2 separate regions of the Mus musculus genome follow, and region 2 is linked to region 1. A link is a contact called in public HiChIP or PLAC-seq data. All regions are on one chromosome and are shown on one strand. Each heading gives the region's core, a stretch centred on a gene start, on an enhancer-like site or on the middle of the called end of the contact. The rest is flanking DNA. Distances are from core to core; before and after follow the strand shown.

What was found. HiChIP or PLAC-seq counts read pairs in DNA pulled down with a chosen protein or histone mark.
Region 2: an H3K4me3 HiChIP or PLAC-seq map of embryonic limb bud shows a contact between it and region 1, with 2.0 times the contacts expected there. The contact joins the enhancer-like site here to the promoter of Cdh11 in region 1. A contact is called at or near these places in 1 of 39 promoter capture datasets (the 3T3-L1 cell line), 6 of 484 Hi-C or Micro-C datasets (MC3T3-E1-derived osteoblasts, cranial neural crest, embryonic fibroblasts and 3 more), 1 of 115 datasets of contacts at active chromatin or transcription factors (embryonic limb bud) and 1 of 9 other capture datasets (liver).

The regions. Positions count from the first base shown.
Region 1 is chr8:102,782,409-102,789,483 of GRCm38.p6, forward strand. It overlaps Cdh11 (cadherin 11), which reads right to left and starts at 2,703. Exons shown (of 13, transcript NM_009866.5): 1 at 2,488-2,703.
Region 2 is chr8:102,896,259-102,903,333 of GRCm38.p6, forward strand. No RefSeq gene overlaps it. Among named protein-coding and RNA genes, the nearest start is that of Cdh11, 110 kb to the left of the region's middle. Within about 2 kb of position 4,628, at least 10 of the 459 cell types and tissues checked have an H3K27ac peak or open chromatin away from gene starts, as enhancers often do. A contact at or near this core is called in embryonic limb bud, where this site is marked.

The DNA of each region.
Region 1 (7,075 bases), core at 1,453-3,952:
GTAATTTGCTGTGGTGCACTGATAAGCGTTCCGAACATAATGTAAATTCTGGAGTGTTATCAAGATGGCCCAGTGTTTCCACAAAAACTATTTTTAAAGGCTTTCTTTCTTTCTTTCCTTTTCTTTCTTTTTTCTTTTTGCTTTTGTTTTTTTCCTAGTATGCAATAAATCCACGTTAAACAAATTTCCAAGACTAGATCATCTCATTTCCATTATCCTAATTGTTTACACACACACACACACACACACACACACTCCAGAGATGAAGATTCTCTCTCATTCTCTCTCTCTCTCTCTCTCTCTCTCTCTCTCTCTCTCTCCATATGACATCCCAATCAGGACATATAGAACTAATAATTATAAGAGTGTCAGTAACCATTGCTTGCTACTAAAGATACAAGTATAGACTCCAAGGACTTCAATATGTTTGTTGGGGTGCAATGCCTTGTCTCAGAAGGCAAGATGCAAACCCCAGTTCCACCCAGCAAAGTTTCCTGGCCTTTAGATGCCTCTGTCTGGTCTCTTCTGAGTGCTGATCACATTCCTTTGTACTAGGCAGGATAGATGTTTTGCACAGAGGGTTCGAATACGAGGGCCTAACTGGCCAACCCTAAAACTTAAGAGTCAGAGATTGTTTAAGGAACTTAATGTGCCTGTGGCTTCAGGGTCCCTCTAGTACTGGCCACAGCTATGTCCCTTTGTTTTGTAACTTTTATTCCTTTGTTCTGATAGAAGACCAAGCTGCCTGCAGCTGGGGTTGAGCATCCCTTTCTAGGTTCTGGGGCTCTGTCTCCTTGCTTATGAGAGAAAACAATTCCAACATTATTGAAATGAAGGCCAGTCCCTTCTCTTTTTTCTCTGCTACCCTTAAAGGCGCTCGCACTCAGTTCAGCCTCGTTAATATGCTGATGAGAGGGATCCTCGGTCCTGAGAACACATCTGTAGACCGGTCCCCAGAAATTCCAGACACCCCGCAAACCCCTGGACGTCTGCTACGAGCCCTAGAGATAAGGAAATTGATCTATCCTCTCGCCAGATTAATTATCACTGCTTTCTGTGATTAAACCCAAAACTTACTGCTTCCTAGTCCACAGATAAGACCGATCAGGAGAAAATAGGAAAGGATTCGGGAGCCATCGTTAAAGATTTCTTGAAGAAAAAAAAAAAATGAAGGGGAGACTTTTAGACAAATCTCTACCCTCCTGCAGTGCCAGGCTTTCATTAACAAACCCACTCCCAGCCCTCAGGGACGACCCTCCGTCATGCAGAAACGGCACCGTTAAATAATTAGAAGATGCAATTTCTTCATAGCAGTGCGATAGCCCGTGAAATTCCTGCTGCATTATTAACAAAAAGCAACAGGGCTTCTTCGAACATCTAGCGAACCTTTCACCCGCTGAAGGCAGGAGTGCGGAGCCCGGGTGAAATCCGGGCCTTGGCAAGAGAGAGAATAGGAAGCCTCCTGGGTCCCACTTTCTCCGGGGACCAGGAGCGAAAAGACCCTGCCAAGGCTAGGCTGGGTTGCGAGGGGAATTGGATGCTCCCGCAGCCTCCAGCTTCCCGCTGCTCCTTGCTCTCAGCACATCCCGGCTGGGAGGCCAAGCACAGGGAGGGAGGCCGATTGTGAGGAAACAGTGGAGGCTTGGAGCGCTCCGAGAGGAGGCGCAGGCTTTCCGGGAAGGTTTGATTCTCAAAGTTAACATTGACCCTAGAAAGCTTCCTCCAGTCCAAGCCCGAGTCTAGTCTGAGTCTGAGCCGCTCACAGAGCATTCCCTGCATCACTGGGAGGTTAGGATAGGTGACTGAAGTCCCCGAAAAGGCGGGGGCTGGAGGGGCTAGCTCACACCGCAACCCCCAGCCTCTGAGCCGCAGTCCACAGCCCCCGACCCACACTATCAAAGTGCGGCCAATCCAATCGCCGCTCCCTCCCGGCCGCCGGCTATCTTCTGGGCTTCGACCGCACTCTCTACACAGGCACCGGGTCTAGGGGAGCTCTTTAGGAAGGCGCGGGAGGATCCCCTCTAGGAACCCCGCAGAGAGCGATCTTGTCTGGGGAACAGGCGCAGCGCGGGCGGGCACCGCACAGGGGTCGACTTTCCCTAGAGACATCACGGGAGCAGTCTGCGTGTCCAGAGCTCCGCTCTGCAGTTCCTTGCCCCAACCCAAAGCAATCCCCCTGTGCTGAAGCCTTGGTGCAACAGCCCCTCACCCCGGGGGGGGGGCAACAATCAAAGAACCGGGGAGCGCACATCTGGCGCCTCAAACCCCTGCTCTGCCTGCGTCCACAGCAGGCTGCCTCCCTTTTCTCTGATTTTTAACCTCACCCCCCCCCCAAAAAAAAGCCCTTCTGCTTTGCTTTACTGATCTCCATCAGCCAGCAACCTCCCCCTTCCGCAACAGTCTCTTTCAGAAGCAATTCTTTCCCCTTTCTGCCTACTCCGAGAAGCCCCATCTAGATAGGGTCTAGAGCCGAGCAGAGCGCCTCACCTGGGGCCGTTGCGGGTGGACACGACCTCCTGGCCGGCTGTCCCTGGCACGGGGCGAGCGCAGCGGTGTCAGCCCGGGCCCCGGTCCGAGTCCCATTCACAAGTCGGCGGCGGCTGCGAGCGGCCCCCGCGGCATCTGCTCCTCGGCCCGCGACGCTCCCCTCAGCTGGCGGCGGCCGCGGAATGAGCCGCGGAGCGCGCTAGTGGCAGGAATGAGAAACCGGGGGGAGGTGGCGGGCAGGCGGGCGGGTGAGGGGGGAGGAGGAGGGAGGCCGACGCTGGGAGGGAAAGGGGGGCGGAGAGGAACCGAGGCTGCTAGACGCCGAGAATTGGGCCTGGAGGAGGCGATGGATGCCTACCCTGTCGGCGCTCCTCCCCCCCTGGGGCCCCGAGAGATGCCAAACCCAGGAATAGGTGGCCTGGCCGCCCCTCCTGCCCTGGGTCGCAGCGCTCCGTCTCCTGTGGGGGCTCAGACACAGTCTGGAGCGACTGAAGTTGGGCTCCGGGGATACACAGCCAATCAGGAAGGACGACGGAGGGAAGCTGGAGAGGGCTTGAGAGCCCCCATTTTCCTCTTTTCCTGAAATCCGCTCCAGCTGGACAAGCTAGGGCCTCAACCGGCCCGCCGGAGGATGGATTGGATGGAAGGCATTGCCCAAGTAGGGGAGGCAATCCGGAATTAGGGAGCGCATTCTAGGCTTTATCAGTTAGCACTCTGAAAATATCTCCACGTTGACCACTCCTGCCCAGTGCCCTCTCCCACGAACCTTCAGCATCCCGGTATCTATCCTTTGAGAAATCCGCTTGCGGGGAAATCGGTGAAGACACTAGACAGGGGCATTCGGACTTGAGAAGAATAGAGTTTTTCCTCAATGTTGTTCTACCCTACATGCAAAGCCTTCTTTAGGGTCAGCCCCACCAGGACAGAGTCTCTAGCTTCTGTTCCAGCCAATTACAAGCAACACCCCCATCCGGCAGTTTCACTTGTTGCCTCCCAGAATGGACACCACAGAGCCCCTCAAGGCCCCAAAGAGAATGCCATTCGACCAGAGGATGGGCCTACGTGAAGAATACCCGCACCCTGACTCAGCCCCCTGTTTATATCTTTCTCACGAGAACCCAGCAAAGGATACCCCAACCTGATTCCTGTCCACTTTACAGTGTCTGGGCAGAAGAACTGGATCTTCAAAAAAAAAAAAAAAAAGCGCCAGGGACTGGGCGGGGCGGGGCGCTCTTCCTACCTAGAGCAGCGTGGGGACCCGCACCGTGACTGGGAACTAAGGATCCATGCTTCAGTGGGGACCTTGGATTAGGACAAGTTTCCAGTCTGGAAGATGTTAGAAAGAGCAGAAGTAGAGTTTCCAATGGGCGAAGGATAAAAAGGGATTTTTTGAGGAAAGTCGCGGTGGCTTGGGAGTGGCGACCTCAGGAAAAGAACAATAAAATGACAAGGGACAAAAGCTGGACTATGCAGCAGAAGCAGGAAGACCTAAAGGGGGAGTTTAACAGGAATCAGAAGTTAAAAAAAGAAAAGAGGCCACCAATGGAAGAGAGCGCCAGGACCCAAAGCGCATGGGAAGGGCACTTGAGAACCCAGGGAGAACAAATGGTGGCTGAATCCCACCACCAAAGCACTTAGCCACCAGTCCTGGGGACCCGGAACTCTCACAGATCAACGGTCCCCGTCGGGCTCCTGGAAATGAGATCAGGAACCAAGGCGCAGACAAGACCGCTGGAATATCTGCCCTGTGCTTGCGTTTTCCGCAGCATCTCCAGGTCCCTGTGACACTGGGTGCCGCCCCTACCCCCCACCCACAGTAACCATACTGTTGGAAAGGAAGCGCCTGTCACTCCGTGTGGACGTGGCCTTTAAACTGCCCACTCTTTTGGGGAAAGGGGGCGCTAAGCTTTCAGCTACCCACTTCACTCATCTCCCAGCTTCCCTCTTCCCTCATTCCGGATCGTGCCCAAAGTTCCAGGCCTCCCACCGCCACCGCCACAACACACGCCGCCGCTGGTAGCAGCTGCTGGGCGCCGGAGGGGTGTGGGGGGAAGACTAGCAAGCAGGGGGGGGGGGGAGGTGGTGGTGGGGGGAATCCGGTACTTGTCTGGAGACTGCTAGCTGAGCTTTCTACCTGCTCATCTTGGTGCAGGGACCTAAGCCCCTTCTACCACCATTGGGTTAGGTTTTCTCTTTCTTCTTGATTTCTTTGGCTCTGTCCTTTCATCTGAAGTCGGATCTAAGCCCTAAAACTTTGGGCACGTTCCAAACCACCACCGGAAGTCCCCACTGTAAAAGAACAGAGGGGCTGCTACCTAATCATTCCCACATAACAAGTGAAGTTACAGGGAGGGAGGAACGAACGGAAAGTGTCCCACTAACCCTGGCATTTATGACAGCTCCTGGATTTTCCAATCTTTACCGCGCTGCATGAAGGGAACGAGCAAAACCTACAGCTAACATCCATGTAACCTCTTGCTGGAGCCTGCAGTGAGGAGAGCACCGTGGAGGATAGGCTCATGGACTCCAGTTCGAGGTGTAGCCCAGTCTGAGCCTGTTTACTTGTGATGGGACTTGAGCTGGGCATCGCGTTTGCTTTCTGTCCAGAGTTCACTAAGTGACATTACTTGTTCTTTAGACTATCCATCCACTTCATGAACAATAACATCATCGAATATTTACAATGAAGCTGAACTTCTCTTGGTAGGTTTCAAGTGGCGCTGCACACTTGAATCAACAGTCTTTGCACAATTCTACACCAAGGTTCTTCTCAAAATCAGAAAAAGAAAAACAAAAAACCTGCCACACCAAAATAGTCACGTGAAATGTTCATACCTGCTTTAGTTCCATTGGAGTGTATATGGGAAACAATAGCCAAGGAGAGATGAGGCGGGCACGTAAGAGGTGATGTATCCATTCAATGGAATATTATTCAGCAAGAGAAAGGAGAGGGATCAAGACACTTGTCACATCACGGAGGAACCTCAGAAATATGCTAAAAGCCACATGCAATACGACACATTATTCCACTCATATGTAATGTCTAGAAAAGGCAAGTTTACAGATGTGGACGGCATAGCAGTGGTTGCCCCGGGGTTGAGGTTACAAACAGGAACTGGCTATTTTGAAGTGGATTGAAAGCAGTTTCTGCTCAGAAACGCTGTAAATCAAACAGCAATGATGGTTGTACAGATTTGCTAAAACATCTCAGATGATCATTAACAGGAACAGGCATTTCTTTCAGGACGATGAGCGGGCCATTCCGTGACCCACGACTAAACCCCACAGGGGGAACTTCTTGCAAGGCATTTGAAGAGAGAAAATAAGTGGAAAAACTTATTTTCTTCAAGTCTGGTTCTTACGAGCTGCATTAGAGAACCTTATACATGTTAGAGTACTTAACCCTCATCCCTACCCCGTAGTGCTCTAAGCCTCATCCCTACCTACCCCGTAGTGCTCATAAGAGATTAATTCCTAGGGACTCAGACATTCTTGCGCTTGACTCTGCGAGCACACCTACACAGCGTACAGCGTGCATTTCAGAAAGGATTTTTCTTCTTTTTATGATGATGTTAGGATCTATCTTCCAAATCCATATTAAGCACTTGGGTGGAGCAATGTGTGATTTCAGCTCAGATTGTAAAAGGAAAAAGAATAAAGAGAAAAAAAGAGAGAGAGAAGTAACTCCTCAAGTTCCCCCAGGCAGCTACCAAGTTCTGCTGCTTATTTTCTTTGGTGTTTTTGCTTTGCTTTACAGGGGGGTTGAAAACTATGGTTCAAGGTTGTCTATGCCTCCCAATGCAAACCCGAGGAAGCCCAAATGAGCTTCCTCTAGTCTCTGTCTTTATCTGTTTAGCAGAGCTGATAATTTCATGTCTTTCCCTCATCAAAGGGACCCGGTCCCTTTGATGTGCCTTTCCTCTAACTCTGAAGATACCCAGGGCCTAGGTGGCGATTCTTCATTTCTAGCCAGAAGCCCCAGGGTCCCCAGATCTTCTAGAAATTTTTCTTCTAGTAGGCCTTTTGGTAAAAGACCTTGCAAGTAAGGCAAAATCCAAACAGAGAGTAGATTTCCTCAGACTGACTTAGCTTCCATACGTGCATTCCCTCCCAAGGCAGTGAAGGGAGAAAGATGGAATGAGAACACCATGTTGTGTCAACTCTCAAGAAAGAATCAAAACTGTAAAGAGTCACATGTCTTTTTAGCTGTGTCAGAATCCCATCTCTGTCCCTGTCATCTCTGTCCCTGTCGTGTCAAATTTCTGGAAAGAATTGAACAAACATTAAGTCATTCCACAGCAAAGTCAGGATACCACCATAGTCCAACTTGGTGAACTTGTTAGTCTGTCAGGTTTACTTCCAGGAGCAGAAATACCTCCAAAATATCTCCATCACCAAAAGCCTAGACTAGCACGACCCACCAAAGACCTCTGAAGCCTGCTACATGACTTACACTTAGATCATAGTGTCTCTTCCACACAGCCTGGCTTCTCCAAAACTGTCTCCCAACAGTTTATACAGCTGATTATATGAACTTGGAAAAGGGGACGATGAGTGAATCTGGTCAGTCTCAGGGATTTCCTGAAGT
Region 2 (7,075 bases), core at 3,378-5,877, 120 kb after region 1:
CTAGACAGGTAAGTTTATTGGAGAAAAGTGGTATGCATAACCAACTGCTTTCTGACTGAACATATGCATGGTATGCTTCATAAGAATGAACTTATAACTGGTGCAGCTAACGGTGTCAAAACACACAAGGTAAGGTAGGTCACGGGCCGTAGTAGAGAGTTTACTGTTATTGTTTGGCTAAATGGAAAGTCTCAAACTGCCCTCTGATTATTTACCTTTCTATCCATAGACATGTCTGGTAGGATAGAAAGTTGTAAGCTACTACGTGGATGTTGGGAATCAAATGCAGGTGCTCTGGAAAACCAGCCAATGTTCTTGACCATTATACTGTAATCTCTCCTGATTTCTATCCCAATTTTGGTAATGCTTTTGGCTGCTGAATTCTAAATTGACATGATCTGAGATGGTGTAAGTATGTGAATTATATACGACTTCTATAGCCATCCAACTCCATTTTGGTTCCTTGTGGCCTGCCGCAGTCAACACTGTGTGTTGTAAACCAGCTTCTCCAAAAGATCTTGCTTTTCTCATCATATAGAGTAGCCAGTAATTATGTTACATGCATTGTACACGAACACCTGTGTTTCTAGATTCTTGGTGACTGAATCAAAATATTAAAGGAGCATACACAATTGGCAGCAAAATATTTAATCAAAAGAGAATGAAAAGAGACATGCTACAAGGAAGCAGAGGGTTGAAGGAAAATGACTTGTGAATACTTTTTAGGTCCTTTCTCGTGTGTCTAGATATGGAGAAAAGCTGACTCCCTAGAGAGGATAATGAGGAGTTTTCTATTTGGCAGATGGACTGTTGTATAACATCAGACTATTGCACATGTGTGGGCTGTATATCCCATAACGTAAAACATATTTTATCTGTATAAATGTTTACCTGCATATATTTATGCGCACCATATGCATGTCTGCTGCTACTGTTGGCCATAAGAAAGCATCAGAAGTCATGGATCTAGAGTTATTGCAGGAAAGATCTACCATGCTGTGCTGGAGACTGAATTTAGGTTCTCTAGAAGAGCAGCCATTACTCTTATATCACGAGTCATCTCTCCAGAACCCCCTGAAATTTAAAGCATATATTCATCACCACATATATACATATGATATTGTCAATAGAGTTTTTCCCTAATAGGTTATTTCAGGGACAAATTAGCCTTCACTGCTCCTCAGAACTAAGAAGGCCTTGCTTAATCTTGCCTCCAAGAAGAAGTTGACCACAAATTTGCAACAGGAGCAGAGATGCTGGGTGTTTTACGATTGAGGAAAAAATAACATATTTTTGCCAAGGAGTGTTACCCTGGATCCTCAGGCTGACCTGGCATTGCCTGTCTTGGCTGTATTCTAGTTCTCTTCTTCTCCTTCTTCTTCTTCTTCTTCTTCTTCTTCTTCTTCTTCTTCTTCTTCTTCTTCTTCTTCTTCTTCTCCTTCTCCTTCTCCTTCTCCTTCTCCTTCTCCTTCTCCTTCTCCTTCTCCTTCTCCTTCTCCTTCTCCTTCTCCTTCTCCTTCTCCTTCTCCTTCTCCTTCTCCTTCTCCTTCTCCTTCTCCTTCTCCTTCTCCTTCTCCTTCTCCTCCTCCTCCTCCTCCTCCTCCTCCTCCTCCTCCTCCTCCTCCTCCTTCTTCTTCTTCTCCTCTTCCTCCTCCTCCTCCTCTTCCTCCTCCTCTTCCTCCTCCTTCTTCCTTATCTCCTGGACACATGTTATTAATTTGTTTGTGTCTTTATTATCTATCTCCTCTACAAGAATAAAGTGAATGTGTGCTGGCTGTAGTTACCTAAATGAGGGAACCATAATTGAGAAAATAAGATCAAAATAGGACATTTTGAAATCTAGTGCCTATTATGGGTTGGGCAATCCCTAGTCAGGTAGTTCTGGGTTCTATAAGAAAGCAGGCTAAGCAAGCCATGAGGAACAAGCCAGTAAGCAGACTGCCTCCATGGCCTCTACATCATCTCTGACCTCCAGGTCCCTGCCCTGCCTGAATTCCTGCCCTCACCCCTCTTGATAATAAACTGTCATATGAAACTGTGAGTCACACGAGCCCCGTCTTCCCCAAGGTACTTCTGGTCATGGTATTTCATCACAGCAATAGTAACCTTAACTAAGACAGAAATCATGTTTTTGTGCTGTGTTTTGTTTTGTTTTGTTTTTGATTTTTTTTCCATTTTTTATTAGGTATTTAGCTCATTTATATTTCCAATGCTATACCAAAAGTCCCCCATACCCACCCACCCCCAATCCCCTACCCACCCACCCCCCCTTTTTGGCCCTGGCGTTCCCCTGTACTGGGGCATATAAAGTTTGCGTGTCCAATGGGCCTCTCTTTCCAGTGATGGCCGACTAGGCCATCTTTTGATACATATGCAGCTAGAGTCAAGAGCTCCGGGGTACTGGTTAGTTCATAATGTTGTTCCGCCTATAGGGTTGCAGATCCCTTTAGCTCCTTGGCTACTTTAAGTGTCCAGTTCTAGAATATATGATAATACTCTCACATAATGAGAACATAGTAAATATTTAAGAAATGAATGGATGGGCCTAAGCAGTTTTGTATGGTGGCAAGCCTGAGGTTTCATACATAATTTATGATAGATTTGGTATTTAAATATGTGCATTTTGAAATTATAACATTAATTAAATTAAGACAAATGCAACAAGAGTACCCTTTTGTTATGTAGAATAGTTTTCTTTTAGATGCTAGCCACAAAGATAGGCTTCATGAGGCCACTCGGTTCTCTTTTCAGAGAAATGTATTTCTGGGAAATGGCAAGTTTTTGTTGAAATCTGAATCTTTGTACATTTTAAGGATGAAAAAAACAAAACAAAACAAAACAAAAATGTTGATAACTTCCTAGCATGCCTAGGTCAGAATGTTCCAGACAGATTACAGGCTCCACATGGAGAAGTATTGATTTGCAGGGTGTATGCCATTTGAAACACAGTCTTAAGAAGCAGCAATGGCTCTACCAGGGATGCAGACATCCTAGGGTTCCTGAGAAGTATCTGCCAGGAAACACAGGTACCTGAAAAGGTAGTTAAAATGCAGTCTCAGACCTATGTTAATCATCTTTCTATCACGTAACAGATACACAAGGTAGGAATAAGGTTGGTTCAGCTTCATGGTTTCATAGACCAGTCCATACTGACTGAGCCCATGACTTTTGGGTCTTTGTTGAGGTCATACCTCATGACACAGAGTTTATAATGAAGCAAAGCTGCTCACTTCGTGAAGAACAGGAAAGGAAGGGCAGAGATGCTGCTGTTATTTCAAGGTCATCTCCTCTGTGTCTTAACCTTCTTTAGGTACTATCTTTCAAATCTGCCCATTCCTAATACTGCTACAGAAAAAAAAAAAAAAAAAAAAAAAAAAAAAAAAAAAAAAAAAAAGAACAAAAACCTCTAACCCAGAGTGTTTAGCATAAACTACAGGCATAATTTATAGCACCTGTTGAGTGAGAATCCTTGCAGCAGGATTTTTTTTTTTTCCTATTTAAGAAGTTCCCTAGATGATCCTCAGGCCCCTGATCTTTCTTACTTTTCAATTCGTGGGTACTAAGGTTATGGATAATGTAGCAGGATATCTGTGGGTATCCTGAGTTGAAGGTGGGGAAAAGAAGAGAGGAACTAGCCATTCACCTGTGTGACGATCACCTGTGATTTAACTAGACAAGAGGTACATTCATTAGGGCCTATCACTATCGTGTGTGTGTGTGTGTGTGTGTGTGTGTGTGTGTGTGTATTTCTAAGTCTGGGGCTTAGACTTCCTTTTCCTTGTTCTTTCAGCATATGGCAGTGTCTAGCACAGAAGCAACAATCATGCTATGTCCAGCAGATAGATAATATTTGTGTTTGTCATTTCTTATAAATGCTGCCCAAAATTGTAAGCTATCTATGGTAGAAAAATAAGTGTCAATAAGGCAATTTTTAATAATAATAGAAAATACCAGATTCCATGGAGTTTTAGGAGAATGTCAGGGTCAATGGGTAACAATAATATAATATTCTCTGGATGCAAATAGCTAATTTCAAAGCTACTATTAATCTACCTATTAATACATACCCATGTATCAAATGCTTAACTATGAACCCAGATACTTTATTTAGAAAAATTTATTACATAAAACAAATGTGAACACATGTATCTAATTGCCTTTGTTGGGATAGGAATGCAGTGTATATATATTAAAGAAAAACCTTCAAATAGTGTACCAAGGGGCTGATTTTTTTTTTCTTTGAGTAGAAAGAGAAAGTTAAACAAGGCAAACTGGGAAAATTTTAGAGCAAGAATGCTTTGCAGAATTAAAGAGAAAAATAACTAACTCTCCATTCACAAAATGGTCCGGGTGTTATCATTTGTGTTCCTCGTTTTCAGATGGATGGGCTGAAATTAAATGGTTATACTAGATCAGCTAGTAAGAGCTGCAGATGTATCAGACTCAGCAAACCTGAAGCTGTCCAGAGCCCTGGATTTCTGAAATTCTTAGCAATGTATTATGAGCCATTGGTAAATGATCCTGTAGCATTTAAGGAAACAGAGTAACCGCAGAGCTAGGTCAGCTGCTGTGGCTTTCCAAGAGATGCAGGGCAGGAGTAAGCAATTCCAGCAACCATAATCCTAGGCTTAATTACCCAAAGGGCAGCGGGAGCCTTCAGTCACCCGCAGAGTCTGTGGTTGGAACAAGACTCATGCGTCTAATAAAGAATCAATAACACAGGGGCCACTGCATAGTTTTCTACTTGCTGAAGTGAGGGAGGGGCTCACTCGGGATATGACATCAGGGCAAAAGGGAAAGTGATCACAAAGAGGGTTATATGTTTATTTTTAGTTTCAATTAATAATTTTTGCTGAGACATCAACTTTGGAGAGACTTTTTAAAAACTTGCAGCATAATTACTTTCTAATTGCTAGAAATGAGTAGACATCAGAGTACAATATTCCTATATTTTTCTTAATTGTGAAATTACTGAACATCGATTTGCATCCTCTAACACCTTTATTATTACTTGAGCGGAATAAAATGGTGTTCGGATCGTAGCTCCTCCCACCCGGAAGGAGGCCTTAGAGATTGCCTTGCCAGAATTCCACACTTCAGACATGATGAAGCTTAGAAGCTCAGACAAGGCAAGCGCCACACCTGAGAGCTCTCAGACTGTGTCAAAGAAGAGACAGATGTGGTTTTTGGAAAACCAGACCTGATTACCATCAGAATCACCTGTTTCTTTGTTCTCATTCACTAAATAGGAACATTATCCCAACACAGGTTAATTGGATTGCTTGCTATAATCTTGCTCCCTCCAACACACCGTTCCCATTGATTTTCTTTAATGAAAACATACGCTGAAACCGCTTCAGATTTTCTGATGTTACTGAGGTCGAGATGACTGTCCTCCTGAGGTCTGTGTGAGGTTTTCAGAGAGGTGTTGAAGTCTGGAATTGCGGGGCTTTGGGGAAGTAAAGTAGGATGTGATAGGTTGCTTCGTCACAGGACCAAAGCCACACATCTAATAAACTCAACTCCTACAAGTGTGATCTCAAATGTCTCCATACGTTGATCTGTCTCAGATGGCTATATGTCTGAAGGCTGGCTAACACAAACATATTCCCAACAAAGCTGAATTTTGTTACTACAGGGATGGGGGTGGGGGAGGCTTCCCATTCTGTCCTTTCTGTATGCTTTACAGGGATACACACCTAATGTTCTCCCGCCCAAGGCATTTATTTTTCTCTTGAACTCTCAGCTCTATGCTATGCCTGCCCTCACCAGGCCTTGGTTTACTCTCTCCATTTTTCTAAGTCCTTGTCCCTTCTCTAAGCATCACACTATTTTAAGTACAGTAAGGTTTCTTTTCTTTGTTTTTGTCTTTTCTATAACATGGAGCCAATGCATTGAAGGAACTATGATTTTCCTTATATCTCCATCTCTTCTGCTTAAACAGAAGTAAAAACAGAAATTTCATCTTTGACATATCTTAAATAAAATGTGTTCTTAGATTTCCAGAGAAGTGAAAATGTGATTATAAATGCAAGGTTAGAATCTCTCCCTCTCTCCCTCTCCCTCTCCCTCTCCCTCTCCCTCTCCCTCTCCCTCTCCCTCTCCCTCTCCCTCTCCCTCCTCTCCCTCTCCCCCTCTCCCTCCTCTCCCTCTCCCTCTGCCTCTCCCTCTGCCTCCTCTGCCTCTGCCTCTGCCCTTTCTCTTACACACACACACACACACACACACACACACACACACGCACGCACGCACACATTCCTTGCTTCTCTACATTCCTTTCCTCCTCTAAAGTTTCCTATAGCACAAGATAATCTCTAACTCACCACATAGATAAAGATGTCCTTGATTTTCTAATCTTCTAGTGTCCACTTCCTTGGGCTGCGATTGTAAGGCTGCCCAGAACACTTGGCTTATGAAGTGCTGGAGACTGACTGGCACTCAACAAACAGAGCTACAACTCAAACTCTGGTGTTCTCTTCAAGCCTTACTTCCTTTAGTGCCCTATCATATTATCTAATTGTAATTTGCAATTTTAAGTTGTAAATTTGTAATTTACCAAATTTTACATAATGTATATAATGTAATGTATAAAATGTATATAGTGTAATTTAGATTCCATATTCATTTCTTGAAATTTAAAGAAGTTTATAGTCTATGTTGATTAATACACAAAGAAATTGGGGAACTTAAAAGAAGTAATAGATTATTCCTATTTTAAAGACCAGGAAAACTTGAGAACAAGGACTGACCATTTGATTGAAAACAGGTGAAGGAGATGGGAAAGGAATCCATAAACAATACTAAAAATAGGAATTCTCAAAGATAACCTGGGTGTTTTTTTTTTTTTGAAATACAATAATAGCATGAGCTCTCTTAAAGCTTTTCTTGTTATTATTAAAATGTCTGTACTTTATAATCTCAGGAAAACAAATATAAAGGTTATCAGAGTGAGTTGTTAATCCTCCAACAGATTTGTTTAGAATAATGCAGGTCATCCTTTGCCAATATGGTATAACTAGAACTGAAAAAAAGATGGAGGTAAATTATAGTTAATAAAAGCCCTGAATATTACCTT